2 separate regions of the Sus scrofa genome follow, and region 2 is linked to region 1. The links are chromatin contacts, called in public promoter capture Hi-C maps. All regions are on one chromosome and are shown on one strand. Each heading gives the region's core, a stretch centred on a gene start, on an enhancer-like site or on the middle of the called end of the contact. The rest is flanking DNA. Distances are from core to core; before and after follow the strand shown.

Region 1 (2,983 bases), core at 124-2,623:
AGGTTGGCCTCAGTCAGTAGATGTGAGGCCCTGCCCTTGCTCTGGGCTGGACCTGACCCTGCATTTCATGTTCCCTGCCCTGGGGCCTGCTTGTCCCACTGGAGGGGGCAGCTATGCTGTCAGTGAGACTTGTGAGGAGAGAAATAGCCAAGCACCCATTTCCTTGAGGCCGAGACCTGAGGTCCTTGGGCAGCCTGGAGAAGCTCCTGCAAGCTCAGCCATACCTTTTCTTCCAAGCACCCTGGATTTTCCCAGGGGAGGCCCCATAGCTGGGCGATGGCTGCCCAGAGCTGGCTGCTTGGGCCCCTTGGTGAGTGGGCCAGGGAAGGGCAGGACGGGCGGCAGTCCCAGGTTACCCCATGGCAGGGGAGACACAGCACAGACCCTGCCAGGTACAACGTGCTGTCCCCAGGGACAGCCAGTATGGGGACCTGGGGACAGCATTCTGGAATTCTGGAGGGCGTGGGCTCTTTGTTTGACTCTGAGCTTCTGAGCAGATGTCTGCTCACACCTGCCTGGAGCTGGACCCGCCGTGTGTGTGTGTGTGTGTGTGTGTGTGTGTGTAAGTGTGTTGGGGGAGATGTTTCTTCTTTGGAGGGGGGCTGGCGGAGGCCTAGGGCCCAGATGTGGAGCCTGATTTGTAGGGGAGTCTGCAGGGTGGAGCGTAGAAGAGGCAGTTGGCTTTGAAGTTGGGGCGGGATGAGGCCACAGGTATGCAGCCAAGGCCAGCGCTCTCTAGCTCGGGGGTTACTGAGGCTGGACCCCCATGGCTTGCAGGCCTGGCCCCCACTGGGGACAGGACCAGCCTGGGCTGACCCAGCTCGGTTCTAGCAAAGTCTCAGATACCCCTCCAGCAGGGGCCAGGCCGGAAACGCTGACCCAGCACAGGGCTCTGGCTGCGTGAGTGAGCTGGGCCGGGAATAAAGAGGCAACTGTGTCCAGTCCCCAGAGGCTGCCTCCCTCCCAGGACGGCCTCCGCCTGTTGAAGCTTTTACGGCCACTGACGGGGGCGGGGATCTGCTTGTTCCCTATGTGGGGGTCATGTCATTGAGAGCAGAGTGGGGAGACAGCCCCCCATGATGCTAGCGCAGTTCCAGGGTGCATGTGTGTCTGTGTGGACACATGGCGGTGTGTGTGTGTGTGTGTGTGCGCGTGCACACGCGCACGCGCACGCACACATGTTTCACGGATACACATGTACAGCAGTGCACGTCCATGTGAGGGCGTGCATGACAGTGTGTGCATATGTCATGTGTGAGTGTTGCATGCATGTGTGTGCAAGTGTCTTGTGTGTGCATGCAGGTGAGTGTGTGTATCTGTGCGTGCGTGCACGTGTGTGTGTGTCTTATGCAGGCTTGGAGCATTTCCAGCCCCTTTTTCTGCAGCCAAGGGCTGTGTGGTTGGATGCTGGTGTAACCAGGAGCGAGGTCACTCAGACCCGGTCCAGGCCTGGCCTGCCCTTGCTTGCCCACTGTCTCCCTGTGTGTGCAGCCTGAGTACTTCTGTGGGCTCCTCTCCCCTGAGTGAAACCCCTGTTCCTGTCCCTCAGAGCTACCCTCTTCCCTGCTGCTGGGTCAATCCCACATGGGCAGCCTCCATGGGGCTGGATAGGAAGCAAACTTCCTTTATCATCCTGCCTAGTGACAGCCACCAGCTTCTCTCACTGGGGCATGTAGCTGCCCTGCCCTCAGGTGGGAGCCCGCCCGAGAAGTTTTTGATGCTCTGGGCTTGCCTGGCCCCCTGTGGAGGCAGCGCTAAGACCTGCTAAGACCTGGACAGCCCTTGAGAACGTGAAGCTCAGTGAGAGAAGTAGACACAGAAGGATACACAGTGTGAGATTCCATTTATGTGAAACGTCCAGAACAGGCACATCTACAGACAGAGATGGATTAGAGGCTGTCAGGGGCTGGGGAGGAGGTGGAGGCAAGTGCTGATGGGAGTGAGGTTTCTTTTGGGGGTGATGGAATGTTCTGAAATTAGAGGTGATGGTTGTACAATTCTGGGAATGTACTAAAGACCGCTAAATTGTACACTTTAAATGAGTGAAGTGTGTGGCCTGTGAATCACTTCTCCATAGAACAAAGAAGTATTTAAGAAAAAGAGAAAGCAGGACTTGGCCTCTGCTCACAGGTACCCATGTGCTGCGGCCTGGGGGGGGCTATCTTTCTCCTCTCAGTCCCATGAGGGGGGACAAGGTGCCGTCTCCCCACTTTATGCAGGGTCAAAGAGTCTCCCTTGGCAGCCCCCAGGCCCTGGCTCTGCCCTGACTGCAGGAAGTGGGGCTGAGGGGAGTCACCCAGTAAGTCAGCTCTGCGCTCCCCCTGTGCTGCCTGGGAGCCTCCAGGGCACAGCTAGCAGAGACACTACCCAGGGGAAGGCTTTGAATTTGGCCCCTATTATGTCCCCCAGTGCCCCCCTGGGTTCTCACAGCTGGGCATCTGCCCCACCCTCCTGGGTTCCCAGGGCAACTGCGCTAACTGCACTGTCCAGTCCGGGGCAGGTGCCTCCATCCAATTGGTCTCCATCCCCATTGGAGCACATCCCCAAGTGAAACCGAAAGAGGCCTCTCTGGCAGTCCTTCCAGGCTCGCAGCTGGTGCAGAGAGTGGTGCCACATTCCGGAAGACAGGCGTCTGGCATTTCCCGGGAGTCAGTTTCAGAGTCGCAGCACTGGGGTCAAAGGCTGACACAGGAAGCAGCAGTGGGATGGAGGAGGGAGGGAGCGGTCTGACTGTGGACCCGCAGTAAGCATTTATGCCCTGACTCACTGCTGGGATGGGGCAAAAGTTCCCCTCAGAGATGGCCCAGAGGTGCCAGGCGTGGGTGTCCCACAGCACGTGAGGTAAGTTGAGGAAAGGCTGGTCCAGGAGCTGGGACAGGGTGTGTACATATGAGGGGCAGGGGTGTTCTGCCCTGGAAGCTGCAGAGTGGGGATATGGGCGCCCCCCTCTGGCTGGGGTGGTGCAGGGTGTGGGAGCCTCTCC
Region 2 (2,983 bases), core at 330-2,829, 200 kb after region 1:
GTGAGGTCAGAGGATCAAGGCAGGGCCTGGGCTTCGTCCTATACAGTTAGAGCCTCTGTTGAGCAGCTGGTCATCACCAGCCAGAGCCAGAGACCAAACATCCAGGCCCCCAAACCTCCACCCAAGCACTCTCCCCAGAGGCACCATCTCCCAAATTGTATCACTGAGTTCTTTTGCTTCTTTTCACATGTATCTACATGAAGTCACCCAGTATGTGCTCTCTTGGGTCTTGAAATAGTTTCTCCTTTTTTTCCCCCTCCCCTTCCTCTGTATTTGTTAAAGCAATCAGGTTGTTTGTCCTGTACAATTTCCACCAGGCTAGATCTAGCGGGTTGTATCCCAGTGTTGTCCCTTAACATGGTCCTGGTTCCTTACTTTCCTTGTGGAAGGAAGGGTGGATTCTAGATTCTCCAACAGGTTTAATTCTCTGTTCTAAACCCTCCCCTGGCTCCCCATTGCCCTTTCATCAAAAACCAAATCTGTCATCAAAGGGCTACCAGTCTCACTGATCTGCCCTCCCCGGAAACCCCCAGTCTCTACCATCCCCCTGCTCTGGCCATTGTGGATGCCCCAGGACCTCTGCACTGACAGTTCTCTCTACCTGGCACACCCTTCCTACTTTTGCAACCTGCCAGGCCTCTTTCCAAAAGTCTCCTCTTCCGTAGCCTACTGCGGAGGGTGGGGGTCTGTTTGATCACTGCTGGAAGGGGAGAGCCCTGCCTCCCTCCCCAAAGAAGGTGGGCATTTGCTAAATGAAAAAACTAGGAGTTCCCGTCGTGGCGCAGTGGTTAAGGAATCCGACTAGGAACCATGAGGTTTCGGGTTCGGTCCCTGCCCTTGCTCAGTGGGTTAACGATCCGGCGTTGCCGTGAGCCGTGAGCTGTGGCGTAGGTTGCAGACGCGGCTCGGATCCCGCGTTGCTATGGCTCTGGCGTAGGCCGGTGGCTACAGCTCCGATTCAACCCCTAGCCTGGGAACCTCCATATGCCGCGGGAGCGGCCCAAGAAATAGCAACAACAACAACAACAACAACAAAAAAAAACTAAACTAAAAGGCAAAAGGGGGTGGGGCTCGCTTTCTTCTATATTTACAGATGAGTAAACGGCTCTCAGCCAGGCTCCAGGGTGCACTCTTAGGGAGGACTGAGAGGGGCTGGTGGAAGGAAAGCCCTGTTTGTGCTGGGTGGGGGTAGTAGCATGGGTCATTTCATCTGCCTCGGAAAAAGACATCCCCTTCCCTCCTCTTTACCCGGGCCTGACTTTCCCTATCTGTCCTCCCAGGGCTGGGTGCCCCGCTCACATCCCCGCCTGGGCGCAGGGACAGCCGCGGCCTTCTATCTCAGTGTCCCCGACCGTTCCCGGGTCTGCGTGTCTTCCCTTCACCCCCGCAGCCCGGGTTTGGCGGGGATGTGGTACTGGTCCCCGTCCCCCGGGGTTGGGTGTCCTTCCCCCGCTCCTCCCATCCCCAGCAGCTCGGGTCCGGCCGGGACATGGCTACGGTCCCTGAGCCCCGTCTTAGGGTCCTCGTCGGTGCCCGGCGCTGGACGTACTCTGCCCGCAGCCCCGGTCTGGCAGGGACCTGGCCACCCTCCCCGCCCGGCGCGTCCAGCCTCCAGGCTCCGCCCCGGCCCGCCCCCGGGTGCCCGTCACTTCCTGCCCGGCCCCGTGAAGGCCCTGTCGGGCGGCGGCAGGCACCGGGGTGTCCGAGCTATGGTAGCGTTGGAGAACCCGGAGGGCGGCCCGGAGGTGGCGGCGGCGGCGGCGGGGGTCTCCCCCGGCGGGCGGCGGACGCTGTGAGTGCGGCGGGCAGGCGGGCGGGGCGCGCTCCCAGGCTCCGGGGCCCCCTCTCTTGTCCCCCTCCCCGGCGGCAGCCCCGGGCCCGCCCCGCCCCTTCTCCTTGGGGCTCCCCCACGCAGAGGGGAGCGGCGCGGGGGGGGCTTTATTGTTAGTGCCGTTTACCGAGGGAGCCCCATCCCCGTCACGCCGGGCATTTGCCGGGACGCAGGGAGACACATCCATGTCTCCCTTAAAGACCCCCGGGTGCTGCAGCCTCCGGGCTTCGAGGGTCCCGGGCGCTGGGTTGCGAGCTCGGGTGAGGTGGTGCCGTTGCGCGCGGTGTACCCGGAAACCGTGCTGGTGTTGTTCTGGGTATTTAGCCACTTGCCGCTGTTGCTGTCTCCAAGCCAGGTGTTTATTCACCTCCCAGCCAGTCCTGTGTACCCCTCGGGATTGTCAGCCCCCCATCTCCTGGTGGACAGGCCCTTTGTTTTTCTCCAGATAGATATCCCAGTTAAAGAGGGACTTAACAGCCCCGTCGCGTCTGTCGCGGGAGGCAGACAGGAAGGTGGGTCGTCCCCGTATGGTTATGTCCCCCGTCGTCACTGATTTCTTTCTAACCTGGGTATTTATGTGGATACCTGGGTGGGCCACCCTGACTGCTTGGGTTCCAGTTCAGCCTCCTCCAGTGTGCCTGTCCAAGTGGCCTGGGTGGGTTATTACCCCTTCCATCCCTCAGTTTCCCCATCTGCAAAATGAAATAATAGTGCTCCTGCCAGAGTGGCTGGGGTCAGTGACCGTGCACTTGGAGGTGCCCAGCAAAGGGGAGCATCCATTCCTTAATAATTATCTTAAATATCTTACTGTTTGGGATCTTTTATTACTATTTAAGAAGACTGTCATTTTACTATTTTATTATTGCTTTATTATTACACTTGTTATTACTTTTTTGTTATTATCTCCACCTGGATTTTTAGGCAGAGGCCCTACCGGGCTCCACAGATGTGGGTATTTACCCCTTTTGAGGCGGCTTAACCACCCAAAGTGGGTATTTACCTACCAAGTGGGTCCCTCTGACCTGCCCCCAGGTCTCCTCACTTCCATGTCCTGGGAGGGGAGGTGGCCTCTGCCCCCTGAGTCGGCCCCACCCCAGCCTGAGTCACCTCCGCTCTGAGCCCTCCTTGATTTCCTGTACCAGGAAATTGGTT

Evidence for each region. Promoter capture Hi-C pulls out the DNA fragments that hold promoters and counts their contacts.
Region 2: a promoter capture Hi-C map of fetal skeletal muscle shows a contact between it and region 1, with 2.8 times the contacts expected there. The contact joins the promoter of KISS1R here to the promoter of SBNO2 in region 1. A contact is called at or near these places in 3 of 5 promoter capture datasets (fetal liver, fetal skeletal muscle and liver), 1 of 47 Hi-C or Micro-C datasets (fetal skeletal muscle) and 1 of 2 datasets of contacts at active chromatin or transcription factors (alveolar macrophages).

The regions. Positions count from the first base shown.
Region 1 is chr2:77,276,686-77,279,668 of Sscrofa11.1, forward strand. SBNO2 (protein strawberry notch homolog 2) reads left to right here and starts at 1,374. Exons shown (of 33, transcript XM_021084268.1): 1 at 1,374-2,841.
Region 2 is chr2:77,477,625-77,480,607 of Sscrofa11.1, forward strand. KISS1R (KISS1 receptor) reads right to left here and starts at 1,580. Exons shown (of 6, transcript NM_001044624.2): 1 at 1,550-1,580. R3HDM4 (R3H domain-containing protein 4) reads left to right here and starts at 1,635. Exons shown (of 8, transcript XM_003122984.3): 1 at 1,635-1,792. The coding sequence starts at 1,710.